Linked DNA regions of Anas platyrhynchos: region 1 is linked to region 2. A link is a contact called in public Hi-C data. All regions are on one chromosome and are shown on one strand. The core of a region is the stretch at or near the end of the contact, and the rest is flanking DNA. Distances in the headings are between cores, read along the strand shown.

Region 1 (2,737 bases), core at 18-2,517, 220 kb before region 2:
TTGTCTCTAGCATCCGCTGGACTACTTGGAAAACCAAACTGACTACTAGGTGAAAGGACTACTGAATGAATGCCCCAGAAATCCATTGCTCACTAAGTCTATGCTCTTTGTTAGAGAATCTCTGTGCCTGCTACAGTAGTTTCTTGCTTGGTAACAGGAGAAATCTTTTTCTTGTCTTCCTCTGTTACAGTCTGACTCAACTGTTCAAACAGTTTTGATATCTTGGTAAATCTCAGGTGATTCTGGAATTTTCGTGCAGCAAAAGCATAAAGTAGAGGGTTAATACAGCTACTGATAAATACAAGTGCTCCGGAGACGTACTCTCCTTTGTCTATAATCTTTTCCAGTGTCTCATTAGAGTCTTCTATCTGAACTGAAATAATATCTAAGATGTTAAAGAGATGATGTGGGAACCAGCATAAAATGAATGCCACCACGATGCTGGTAATGAGCCGTTCTGATCGCTGCTTTGATCGGTAAGTCATTTGTCTTATTCTTTTTGCAACACACACATAGCAAGTGCATATAATTAAAAAAGGAATTACAAAACCTGCAAGAGTCTCCAACAAAAGATATGACACTCTCTGTCCAGTAGTAGAGTAGTTGCGACATGTGCACTGTAGTCCACCGTTGATTTCATCTGTCTCTTGGAATGGAATAATAGTAACGCCAAAAGCAATGGACAGGAACCAAATGAGGAACATGATTACAAAAATATTTTCTTTTTTTTTGTACCTTTGCATTGTGAAAGGGTAAAACACAGCCATTAGTCTCTCCAAGCTCAGTGCTGTAATTAGAAATATACTTGCATACATGCTGCAGTAAATCATGAAGACCAGTATTTTGCAGAACACAATTCCAAAAACCCATGAGTCAGCAAAGGAGTAAATCCAGATTGGCAAAGTGATCAGTACGAGGATATCCGCAATGGCCAGGTTCAAGATCAGCAGGACTGAAGGAGATACTTGCTTCATTTTTGTACAAACAGTCCAGATGACAACGCAATTTCCAGGGGTCCCAATAATAAATGACAAGCTCAGTATCATGCAGACTACAAACTTCACAGCGTTCCATGTCAAGTCGGTGCTGACTTCCTCAGCTTCACTCATTCCAGAAATTTTTCAGTTCTTTTCAGGTGCTAATATCCTTGGTGCTTTGCACTCTGAAAGTTTTGATTCTGAAACTGTCAGCAAACAACTTGAGAGAAACTTCCCTAACTGATATTCTGCAGACTTGTCTGGCATGTGACCTCACATCCTAATGCTCACAAACGTCTGACCGCATGCGTTCTTCCTGTTGTTTAGGAAAACAGTGTCTTTTTGCATGCAGAGCACAGATAAAAATAGTATTGTCCCTGACTTTGCTCTTAATTACATATGCATCACAGCAGATTTTAAAGCATGGAGGTGATCTTTCAAAAGTCTCCCTCTTTTAAGAAGCCTGCTACTTGGTTAAAGCTACTGGTCTAACCAACAGGTATGAGGAGGAAAAAAGTTGTCCTTTTGCTACTTCACTTTTGTTTGTGTGAATATGTCAACATTCTATTTTAAGTATTTTAAAACAAAAAGATAGAAGGGTGGCAGATAAACCAAAAGTGTGCATTAAATGTTTGACATGACATTGCATTCTAGAGCATGAAACATTATTATACTCTCTACCTTCATATAATCTTTTTTTTGGTTGTTGTTGTTGTTAATTCAGCAGAAGACAGTTGATCTTGAACATGCTTTAGAAATAGGCTGGCACAGAGGAAATCATCTTTTGTAGTGAGATTGTACCAGTACAATGAAGTTGGATAGAGTTGTAATTCTAATCATAGAATCATTCAGGTTGGAAAAGACCTTCATGGTTATCTGGTTCAATCATCACCCTACTACCAATATCACCCAATGCTCTGGGAAAATGCAGTTCTTTAGCTAAACAACCACCATCAGAATAGTCTGGGTGTAATGTTGGGAGGAAATGGTCTGTGTCTCAGAAAATATATGATTAGGTTGTCCTACTGTGACAGCAATGTGCTATGACTTTATCTCCTAGGAAACCCAGTAGTTAGTGCAGTATTCAAATCCTGTGTGAATCAAAAGTTCTTAAAATAAATAAATAAATAAATCTTTGTCTGGCCAAAGATTATGGAAGCACTGTTTTACTCTAGTGTCAGAACATTTTAAGTCTGGTTCCAAATAATTAAAGGAGGAACCAAAACAGCAGCACCAACAAAAATTATTAAGAGTCACAGAAGTGAAACTAGAAGAGTATTTTTATGTAAAATAAGCACAGATTATGCATAATGCATAGCACAATCTATTAAATTTTAAATCGTGGTACAGATTATTTCATTAAATGTTGAGGTAGATTTTTTACAAACCTGGCAAATGTAGTACATAATGTTAAGAAGTATCTTCCAAAATGGGAAAAGGATTGCAACACCTATTCCCAACCCCAAATCGGCTTAGCCGTTTTTGATCTCGTAAGAGTATAATGAGATCAACTGCAAATCCAGAATAACTCCACTGAAGTCAAGAATATTTTTTTCAAAACGCTCTTTGTGTAATTGATATTTTAATTTGGGTTTCATCGTATGATTCCAGTTCCTTTTATTTTTTACTGCATTTAGTACCAATTGGGTAGGGGAAAACCCAAATCAATTGTGTATATTCTAAAGGGAATTTCTGAAAATCCACTAATAAAAGGAAGTGGTGGGCAATGTCTCTTCTTCTACTGAAATCACCTTCGTACA
Region 2 (2,795 bases), core at 236-2,735:
GTCCCACTGTTCTCCTAACGCCAAGAAACCAGGCCTCTGACCTACCGCCCCAACACAGCCGCCCCTTCGGCGGTTTTACGCCTCAGGACCAGACCTGTCCCCATGCCCCCTCCTCCCCTCCCTGTCCCGTCAGCACAAACGCCTCCCCGGCCCTGCTTACGGCTGCCTCGCCCAGCCGCCGTCCCTCGCCGCCTCGTCTGCCACAGCGGGGAGAGCCGGGGGGTGCAAAGAGAAAATGGCCGCCCCCTGCCCTCAGGCGGCAGGAGGCCAAAATGGCGGCCGGCCTGAGGAGGGGGCTCGGCCAATCAGGAGCGGGCCCGGGCCCGGGCAGGTGCTGGGGCTGAGGGGAGCGGGAACGCGGCTGAGGCGGCCCCGGATGAGGCGGCCCCAATGCGACGCCCCCCGACCCCAAACCGGCGGCCCTGCGGGGTCAGCACAGTGAAATTCCAGTGGGATCCCAAGCTAAACTTGCTCCTGGCTGCGTCTCCCATCCCCTTCCCCAGCTGGAGGCTCCGGGAGAGTCGCTTCGTTGCTAATTAGTTCCGCATGCTTTCACAGCCCTTTCTGACTAGAGACAGGGCTGATCATCAATCCTTCAGTGTAAATGACTTTGCAGTTGTCTGCAAAGTGGATATGAGATTATGTATGTAGGCCTACAGCACAGTCACTTCAATGTTTCCTAGAAATATTACAGTTGAGGAGAAATATGACACATTCAAGTGCTGTAACGAATGCTGTTTGTCTCTCTCCCAACGCCATTCATCGCAGCAGCTTGATTTATTTGCTGATTCTCAGGGTTGTGAATAATTGGTTTCTTAGATACTCTTTAACATGAAGCAAGTAGTTGCTTTATTGGAGTACATATATAGTAGGATCCATCAGCCTTGAGAAGCAGGAGCCCAATGAATTGCAGTGCCCATTATTTCTTCCACTGCACAACTGCCACTCTCCACCTTGGAGAGTGATGTACAAGGCATGAAAAAGCAGAGGTTGCAGAAAATGAGAGGAACAAGAGACAACATCCACAAAAAACACACTGCTGCTGCAGTACATTAGGCAGTTGCACTTGAGCAAAACCCTTAGGAAGGAGAAAAGGCTGCTTGTCCAGTCTCCAGGGTGCATGTCAGAGCTAACATACCCCAGGACCCACACAACTGCGAAGAATACCCTCCAGTGTAGGGCTTTCCCTTCACATACATGAAGATAATCAGCTCTCATTCTTTCATTAGTGCCCTTGTCCACGGAAGAGGCATCCTTAGGGTTCTCAAATCCTAGATAAGAATCCTGCTGGGGAAAAAAAAAAAACTGGGTCAGCTTTGTGACAGCCTTTCAAAACAAAAACAAAACCCTATGGCCTTATATGTATATACACTTTTTTTTTTAAAAAACCATGGTTTTAATTACTGAAGTATCCAAGGATTTGCTGCCTCTGAGCCTTTATCTGCTGTATCTCGGTCAAACCTCATAAGGCTGCACTTGAAATCACACTGCACTAAGAAAACAAATGATTAAAGCAGAGCAAGGGAGTCAGGGGATTAGTTTACTCTGCATGGCCTTGAGCAAGACATTTTTAGCTCTCGAGGCCCTAATCTTACAGCGATCTCTGGGCAGATGAAACACTTTAACGCCTCCACAAAGCACTCTTGCTTTTTCCTCATCTGAAAAATGTGGATAATTATACATACCTCTCTCTGAGAAAAAGCATCTTAATCATTAATCCACATTAAATGACTGGACACGTTGAGTTTGAAAACAAGTACCAAACCAAATTAACAGTTTGCAATGTCCCCAGAGTCAATAAGGTAAAATGGTGTTGCAAGCTCACAATCATCACTAGAAAAAAATATCTAACATTAAGAAGCTGTAAGTCTCTTCCCCTCCTAACAACCAGCTGTAACTACAAATAGAATACAAAAGATGAGTGCCTAAATGAATTAGTCTTGAACTGCATCCTCTATCTTGTTAAATGCAGGAAGCCTACACAGAGCAGTTTCAAAGGGACTAATGAAGGAGAAAAGCAAGCTCCTTGATCCCAGTTCTTGAACTGTCCAGCCCTTAGACAAAAGATAACCTTTCTGCAAACACAGGAAGAAAACTTGCAGCTGCCATGGCTTAAAATACCCTTTAAATAAAATGCAAGACTTGTCCTTCATCAGGACTAAGACAATCTCACTTCCATAAAGTATTATTCATTCGGTGTACTTAACATGAGACATCTCACCTGCCTTTTTATTGTAGGTGCAAGTCCGTATTAGTCTTACTAGCAGTTATCACTGGTTTTGTACTAGTTTTCTATTTCAGTACATGTATGTGTATGTATCTTATAAAATCACAAGCATTTTATTTGTACAGAAAATGAGATAGCTGCACTGAAAGTCTGTGCACCTTTCCTTGCAGGAAGTAAATAGGTATGAACTGAAAATACATTAAAAAAATAAAAGTGGGTTTTCAGCACCCTCTTGTGGATTAGTGGTGTGATAACCACACAGTAACAACCACCCAAGTTTTACTAAAACTTTCATCACAATTCAATGCTACAGAAAAGTTACTTTTGCAGCAGAACCACAATAGGGAATTTAAACGTGAATGGCAAAACTTTCTGACTGACGATCATTCTTAATACCTAAATAAAACCTGTGTCTTCAGTGCAAGCATCTCTTGTGGCACAAAAAAAAAATAAAAATCATGCAGATACACACTGGCTCTCATGTAATATACAAGCTATAATACTATTAGTTCAGTGGTGGCAGGGGGATCGTATTTCTTTTAAAACATGCATCTATGCCTGCAGGCCT

Evidence for each region. A called contact is a pair of places that touch in the nucleus more often than the background predicts.
Region 1: a contact with region 2 is called in a Hi-C map of liver, with 1.8 times the contacts expected there. The contact joins the promoter of LOC140003479 here to the enhancer-like site in region 2. A contact is called at or near these places in 2 of 8 Hi-C or Micro-C datasets (liver and subcutaneous adipose tissue).

What each region holds. Positions count from the first base shown.
Region 1 is chr12:14,081,119-14,083,855 of IASCAAS_PekinDuck_T2T, reverse strand. LOC140003479 (leukotriene B4 receptor 1-like) reads right to left here and starts at 1,267. Exons shown (of 1, transcript XM_072043805.1): 1 at 1-1,267. The coding sequence starts at 1,109. The coding sequence ends at 111. All of the region lies in intron 7 of LOC106019018 (a long non-coding RNA gene), which reads right to left.
Region 2 is chr12:13,858,876-13,861,670 of IASCAAS_PekinDuck_T2T, reverse strand. PRMT7 (protein arginine methyltransferase 7) reads right to left here. Exons shown (of 20, transcript XR_011812240.1): 20 at 826-1,287. Among named protein-coding and RNA genes, the nearest start is that of SLC7A6OS, 21 kb to the right of the region's middle. Within about 2 kb of position 1,485, at least 2 of the 8 cell types and tissues checked have an H3K27ac peak or open chromatin away from gene starts, as enhancers often do.